2 separate regions of the Mus musculus genome follow, and region 1 is linked to region 2. Evidence: chromatin contacts called from public HiChIP or PLAC-seq data. All regions are on one chromosome and are shown on one strand. Each heading gives the region's core, a stretch centred on a gene start, on an enhancer-like site or on the middle of the called end of the contact. The rest is flanking DNA. Distances are from core to core; before and after follow the strand shown.

Region 1 (3,731 bases), core at 605-3,104, 1.5 Mb before region 2:
AAAGGTTACTCCTAAACACGCATTTACAAACATGAAGGAAAGTAAACTATCTGTTGAAGTGGAACTGTAGGGGGTGCAAAAAAAACAAAAAACAACAAAAAAAAAAAAACCAAAAGACCAAGGCTTAGTTGTTCAGTACAGGCTGACCTCGGACTCCGTGTAGAGCCTCTGGCTGGCCTTTAGCTCTGTTCTCTCTCTCTCTCTCTCTCTCTCTCTCTCTCTCTCTCTCTCTCTCTCTCTCTCTCTCTCTCTCTCTCTCTGTCTCTCTCTCTCTCTGTCTCTCTCCCTCCCTCCTCCCCTCCCTCCCTTTCTCCCTCTCTTCTTTTGTCAGCCTCTAAATAAGGACTATCCCAAGTGTGGACCCTTAATTTAGTCTCAACGCTTGGGGAAAGAAAGCCTTCTGAGGGCTCTAAGGCAGTGATTCCCAATTGTTCCTCTGGGGCTGGGTGGAGACAGTTCTTACTGATAAGTTACCCTTGAGCAAAGAAACCTCTTAACGACTGGGTGGAAAATATTGTTTGAAACCTTGTACGAGTTCCAGGGGGAACAACAGTTATTTTCCTTTCATGTTTTTCTGCGGCAGAAAGGTGTGTTTGAGACAGAATCCTGCTATACAACCTAGGCTGGCCGGGTACTCTTGACAATCCTCCTGATTTAGCATCTGAGTGCTGGGATTATGTGTGTGAGCTATCACCGATTTTTTAGGGCAAGTTTTTTCTTTTTTTTCTTTTTTGAGACAGGATTTCTTTGTGCCGCCCTGACTGTCTTGGAACTCACTTGGTAGTCCAGGGAGGCCTTTACACTCTGCCTGCCTCTGTCTCTCAAGTGTTGGGGCTAAAAGTGTACAATAAAGTATTAGAAGTCTCATTTCTTTTGGGAGGGACATAATTTAAATATTTATATTACTTATAAATGTAGACATTTCTGGATAATTATAGTTATGTTTTTGATTGTGAGCTTAGACCTTAACATCTCTCCCGTCCTTATATTACACTTCCATCTATCTGTCGGGTTATTGGTGTTGAGGGTGGAGGCTGTCCCCTGTGCTCGGTTTCAGGGAGGTTACACTCTGCATGGGTGGTTGACAACCTTCAGTGCACAGGAAGTAACCATTGGGTGGCCTGGACCAGCACAGGCGCCGGCTGGCTGTCTTTTTTTTCAAGGTTGTGAGGCTGAGTTTCTGAACCAGCTGCTGCGGAGGCCTGCAGGGCGGGGCGGGCGTGCCTTCTGCATTCGCATTCCTCTTCCGGCCCAGACTGCGGTTGCGGCGTGGGGGAGGGGCGGGCGTGGTGTGGGGGAGGGGCGAGCTGCAGCGTGGGGGCGGGGCGAACCTCAATCTCCAGAGAGCCGGCCTGGGCGAGTCCAGGGCCAGTCTCCAAGTGCCACCGTGTCCGGGCCGTGGACAGGACCTCTCTTCACTGTGTCTGGAGAGCCCTGTCACAAAACAGGCAAACCTGAAAGGCCTCTGGGTTTTAAAGGTTCGCTTTAGCTATCAAGCTCCTTCACGCTGTAGATCTTGCATCTGTAAAATGGGGATAAAGGAAAATTACAATAAATACGATATAAATGAAAGAGGTAGCGGAAAGGAAGGAATTTGCTGTGCTTTGTGGATGTTGTCACAAGCGCAACACAAAGACAGGGCCCAGGCAACAAATGGCAGGCTTTGTTCTGGCTTAGGGTGGAGAGCCACACTAGAATGAAGTCCTTTGTGCCTCCAGTCTGCTCTGGGGATTATATAGGGGGAGGCTCCGGGAGCTGTTTCCCTGGCTGGAGACATTGTTCTGGAAACAGGCTGGGTTGCCATGGCTACAGCTCCCCGGGCCAGGCCCTGCCCATTTCCAGGCAGCCAGGCTGTTAGCCTGTCTGGTGCCTGCTGTTACCAGGTCACTCCCGGTTTCCAGGCCTCCCCACACCCAGCACTGCACGGGAATGCTGGGAAGTTCAAGTTTCCCAGATGGCCTTTGAGTCCGAAAATAAAGCCCTGCGCTTGCCAGGCCCGAGATTTTCTTGGAACAAAAGTCAGTAGATTGAAAGCTTGCTGAAGGCAGGGACCATCTTCTCATCAGCGTCACCAGGACCGTGTCTTCCACCCAGAGTAGGTTGTCACACAGTAGGCGCTTTAGAAATGCTGGCAAGCATTTGACACCATGATGGCGGCATAGAGTCAGGTTAAAAGAACGGATTTTGGAGCCAATATCTTTCTCTGACAGGTTTTATAGATCAGTAACACTACCTGATCCTTTCGAACTTTATTTTTCTCATCTCTAAAATGGGAACAGCAATGCCGTTCGCTCTCAGGGATGTACAGTGGCTAGGCTCATGTAAGATATGAAATGCATGGTACTGTGTGGGGCTTCTAATGATTTCTCCTGCTAATCTCTTTTGTGGGTTACTACATCGTCACATAAAAGTGCTGCTCTCCGTAAAGTCAGCCACCTCTTTGCCAAGCAACAACCATACAAACAAATAGGGTCCATACCGGCGCACTTGATACTGCCATTTCTATGTAAGGACTTAGTCAATACTTGTGCAATAAGCAACAGATAGAGAATGCCTGCCAGTAACAAGCGTCCCCTGCTTCAAAGGTCACACATAAATAATGCAAAGTAGGCTGGGTTCCAACCGTCTCTCCAGATGTCTAAGAGTAACAGAAGGAATGGCATGTCGACATTTCAGCCCTGGGTCTCCCAGTCTTCTCCCTCAACGTCTCAACACCCACAGACACACCAAAGGAACTCCCCTCCCCCATTCCCAGAGCAGACTGGCTTCTAAGACTCCAGGTGCTCCCTTGCTGACCCTGAAAGATTCCAACCATTTGGGGACATTCAAGAGGAGAGGTTCCACACTCCTCCTCCTCCTTTCCAAACGAGACTGACCTGGGCTTTGTCTAGGTTCTAGAACTCCTCAAAGTCCTGGGAGATTTTTAAGGTGGAGGGGTGGTAGCTGTCTGGGAATCCTCTGACCCCTGTGTGGCCTTAGGAAGTGCACACTGGACGACATCCGGTTCAACTGGGTGGCAGCTGCTCCTGGAGTCGCTCACCCTGGGGGCTGCTGGACAACCAGCTGGGGGAGGGGAGCCGGTCAAAGACTTAACCATCATTCCAGTGTCGTCTGAGATTGCTGTTGCTTTGAGTTGAGGTGTGTACAGCATGTGTGTATTTGGGGACACAGAAGGAGAGCACTTTGGCCCAACTGGGCACATGCATTGTCAACGCCTGGGGCAGAAGATGTTGTCATCCAATTGTTAGCCGGGTGTACCATAGGCATGGGGGGGTTGTGTGTTTTGTGCTTTGCAAAGATATGCAAACATAGGTGTTGGAAAATGGTGTGAACTGCATGCAGGGTGTGAAGTGCTCCTCTCAGTGTTTCAGACCCTCCTACCTCCCTCCCCGCCCCCACTCTCCAGCACAGGCAATAAACCAGGCCGCAAAGTCCTCCCCTCCCCCCAAGGCCTTGGCCAGCTCTCTGAAAACTGATATCCTGGGGCCCTTTTTCCCTCACCAGCTACAGTCAGAAGCAGCAGGAGGGAAAATGTGGACCGGATCTCAACAGAGAGTCCCGACTCTGAACTTTCTCTGCGATGATATGCAACCGATCCGGCACCAGGCCTGGTATTTCATCTGACTTTGCCACCCCAGGAACTGGGTTTAGGTTCCAGCAAGTCCCCGTCCAGTTCAGGTCTGTCTGTAAAATCCATGCTAGATTTTCCATTTCACCCTAGTGAAGTCTCA
Region 2 (4,147 bases), core at 1,204-3,703:
GAGAGCTACAAGCTACACAGGATATACTTATGCCAGCAGGCCTTCAGCTCATCTTCCTAAAGAATGGCGGCATGAAATACCCCTGGTTGCCAAAACTACTCGTGACCCATGAGCATCTTCATAACCTCGTTCCTCCCATTCACACAAAAGCCCTGAATTTCCACTCGGTTCGCATCCCTGAGGGGCATACACATCAGAGGTACAATCTATGAAGGAGGGGCTATGTCCCACATCTGAAAATTCTTCTTCTGTGTGTTTGCTTTGGTTTTTTTTTTTTTTTGTGACAGGGCTTCTCTGTGTAGTCCTGGCTGCTCTGGAACTCGCTGTGTAGACCAGGCTAGCCTCAAATTTAGAAATCTGCCAAGCCCTGCCTCCTGAGTGCTGGGATTAAAGGCACGCACCACCACCACCTGGTTTGACACCTGAAAATTCTAATTCAGTAGGTCCAAGTTGTTTTAGAATAAGGAAATAGAGGATGGTGATAGAATCGCTATTATAAAGCCAAAGGAAAGAAACAGTAGCTAAAGAGACAGGCTAGTAAAATACTGTGTTGAAATGAAAAGATAACTTCAAGAAAGGTCTGATCAAGGGTGTTGGAAGATACAGAATAAGCAAGATGGATTTTCTTTCTGGTTTTTTTTTTGGGGGGGGGGCGTTGTTTGTTTGTTCTTTGTCTTAAAGACAAAGTGTTTTCCTACTTGCTTAGTAGACCAGGCTAGCCCCAAACTCTCAGAAATCCTCCTGTCTCTGCCAATGGAGTGCTGGGATTAAAGGTGTGCACCACCACGCCTAGCTTTATGGTGGATTCTTTTTTTTTTTTTTCCTCTTTTTTTTTTTTAATTACGTATTTTCCTCAATTACATTTCCAATGCTATCCCAAAAGCCTCCCACACCCTCCCCCCCCCACTCCCCTACCCACCCATTCCCATTTTTTGGCCCTGGCGTTCCCCTGTACTGGGGCATATAAAGTTTGCCTGTCCAGTGGGCCTCTCTTTCCAGTGATGGCCGACTACGGCATCTTTTGATACATATGCAGCTAGAGTCAAGAGCTCCGGGGTACTGGTTAGTTCATAATGTTGCACCTACAGGGTTGCAGATCTCTTTAGCTCCTTGTATACTTTCTCTAGCTCCTCCATTGGGGGTCCTGTGATCCATCCAATAGCTGACTCTGAGCATCCACCTATGTGTTTGCTAGGCCCCGGCATAGTCTCACAAGAGACGGCTATATCACGGTCCTTGCACCAAACGCTTGCTAGTGTATGCAATGGTGTCATCGTTTGGAGGCTAATTATGGGTCTCTTGATGGTCCATTGTATGGATTCTTAATTCTCATCTCTTAGAGCTAACAGTCAGGATCTGCCATGCAAATTCAGACAGTAGAGTGCTCTAGGGGTTTAAAACTGTCGTCCCACCATTCATTAACGTCAGTGTCTACCTCCCAAATGGTACAGGCTTGTGCCACCGTGATCACACCTGGCTTTATATTTATTTGAAGCAAGGTCTCTGCCTCCTCGGTGTTAAGAACTCAAGTAGTCCTGCCATACCCAGGGAGAGATTATATCTTTATTTCACTTGGAATTTGACAGCAATAGCTCTTAGAAGCAACACAAAAACTGAATATAATGCCACACTGGCTCTGTACTAGCCTGCATATTTAATTCCAACCTACCTTGCAAGGCCAAAGGAATAGCTTCGATCTGGATCTTGGTGGGCTTTGCCCATCCCAACTGGTCACAAGCTTCACACAATACATCCGTAACACCCTTTGAATTCAGAAAACCATACTTTAGCAAAGAATACATCCTCACCTTTATCAGAGCCATCCTCCTGGTGATACGTAGCCCTTTGCACTTTACATAACTGTACATCTCAGACCCTGCTTTATATGAACACTATGGGACAGCGCCTTGAGACAATTTCTCTTCACCAGGGGCTGCTGTCAACTCTTTGCATGTATTATCTCATTTAACCCGTCAAATCAGTTCCGACCAGTGGCTAGCTATTATTCTACCAAGTGCCTCACGTGTATAAAGTGAGGCGCACACCATAACAACTTGCCTCTTGTAAGGAGGTCACGCGTGACCCTAGATAACATAAGGCTCTACAGTAACTGGGGAGAAAAACAAACGGGGGCTCTCACGACCCAGCGGCATCCTACAAGGCAAATGCACCCGAGGGAGCGTGAAGAGACCCCGAGTTTCTGACAGCCTGAAGATAGCATGAGCTAGGCCCCAAGGTGTTTTTACACACCACCGGCTGGGATATGAAGTACCCAAACCCTGGGTGAGCCTAAACGCCAACATCACAAAATAAATACCAGCATCACCCATTCTCACCAGGTCTTTAAATGTTTTCGTTTCCTCCTCTTCCGCAGCTGTCTGAAGGGCTCCAGAGGGGGAATCGGGTTCCTCGTCCGCCGCCATCTTGCTCGTGGGCTCCGGAAGTGGGGCCGAGGCGCAAGGCGTGCTGGGAAATGTAGGCGATTACTTTCCTAGAGTGTAGGTTCTGAACGCCTCCTGCTGGCGGGTCTGGCGTGGCAGCGCCCCACACAGGAGGGACTTGGAAGAACAGCAATGGCTGGAAGCCTGTGTGCCTAAGGAACTGAGACGATCCCTTCTTGCTGCCCTTTGGGTATCTGCCCTATTTTTTATTTTTTTAAATTGGTTTCTTGAGGCAGGATTTCATTCTGCAACTTCGGCCTTCCAGGGCCTTGGCTGTCTTCCCTTTGGCTTATCACTTTTCTAACTATAGAAATGTAAACACATGGACATCACGATACTATTTATTCATTACTTCATATATTTGACAACTGACAGCCTGCCATATGCTTGGACTGTGCTAGGTGTCTAATGATAGAGCAGGACAGTATCAACTTCCACTGCAAAGAGAAGGCAAACAATACATAGGTAATAATGGGCCACTTTGAATTATGAAAAGTGCTACATAAAAATAGGGGAGCAAAGCTTTGGGAGAAAGAATTGTCAGGATTGCTGCAAGACTGAGAAGGTGTCTCTGAGGCAGTGATATTTGAGCTGGGACCTTACTGATACCAGAAAGGCCGTTCTGAGTTCAGGGGACACCTATTCAAGACTGGCAGATCTGAGCCGAGCGTGGTGGCACACGCCTTTAATCCCAGCGCTTGGGAGGCAGAGGCAGGCAGATTTCTGAAACCCTGTCTCGAAAAAACAAACAAACAAACAAAAAACTGGCAGATCTGTGAATACAAAATTCCTGAGACCCGTGAGATATCTGAACTGCCACCACTTAAGCTAGTGAGGTACAATGTATGTTACATGCCCTGTGCCTGCAAGTGTACCCTAGTGGGGAGGCATTGGCATTCTCAATGTGTGGGGCACACTTTCTGAAACTGAGGCATTAGAGACAATCTGCTATGCTTTTCTTCGTGGTATCCCTTTCTCTGGCAGAGTGTGTTGTTAAAATGTGCGCAGCGCATGTCAAACATACCCTTAAGAGTATTTAGGGCTCCAAGTCCTGAGGCTGTTGTGGGAAAGGCCATAGATTTAAATATAATATAACTAAGATTGGGAGTGGTGGCCCATGCCTTTAATCCCATCACTCAGGAGACAGAGGCAGGTGAATCTCTGTGAAGTGGAGGCCTGCCCGGTCTACATAGCAAGTTCCAGAACAGTCAGGGTTACTTGGTAAGACCCTGTTTCAAATATATATTATATGTGTGTTATATTACAAGTGTGTATGGATGGATGTAACAACCTTCTACTAAAACACAGAGAAGCAGAAACTACACTTGAAGAGGTTTGTGATGATTGCCTGTGGAGGGAGGGGAATTAAGATAAAATGCACAAGTCGGAATTCAGAAACAAAATGACAGAAGATAAAAGAATAAATAGAAAAAGCCAAGGGAGGGGACTATGGTGGTACACTCCCTTAATCACAGAGCTTGGGAGGCAGGGGCAGGCAAATCTCTGAGTTCAAGGCTACCCTGGTCTACAGAGTGAGTTCCAGGACACCCAGGGCTATACAGAAAAACCCTGTCTGGAAAAACAAACAAAAACCATTGCTCTCATTCACCATGATGCTGGTCTTCAGAAAAGAAACTGGGAAAGGAGACTGCCTCAGAGACAAGAGGCGGTCTTTGTTTCCCTGACTCTAGAGACAAAATGGATGT

Evidence for each region. HiChIP or PLAC-seq counts read pairs in DNA pulled down with a chosen protein or histone mark.
Region 1: a contact with region 2 is called in an H3K27ac HiChIP or PLAC-seq map of embryonic stem cells, with 3 times the contacts expected there. The contact joins the enhancer-like site here to the promoter of Ddx47 in region 2. A contact is called at or near these places in 5 of 39 promoter capture datasets (the 3T3-L1 cell line, the C10 cell line, embryonic stem cells and 2 more) and 3 of 115 datasets of contacts at active chromatin or transcription factors (astrocytes, embryonic stem cells and pancreatic cancer cells).

What each region holds. Positions count from the first base shown.
Region 1 is chr6:136,468,549-136,472,279 of GRCm38.p6, reverse strand. It overlaps Gm36897 (predicted gene, 36897), which reads right to left. Exons shown (of 2, transcript NR_168025.1): 2 at 872-1,522. Among named protein-coding and RNA genes, the nearest start is that of Gm36897, 6.7 kb to the right of the region's middle. Within about 2 kb of position 1,854, at least 336 of the 459 cell types and tissues checked have an H3K27ac peak or open chromatin away from gene starts, as enhancers often do. A contact at or near this core is called in astrocytes, embryonic stem cells, liver and 2 more, where this site is marked.
Region 2 is chr6:135,009,918-135,014,064 of GRCm38.p6, reverse strand. Ddx47 (DEAD box helicase 47) reads right to left here and starts at 2,453. Exons shown (of 12, transcript NM_026360.3): 1 at 2,337-2,453; 2 at 1,670-1,763. The coding sequence starts at 2,423.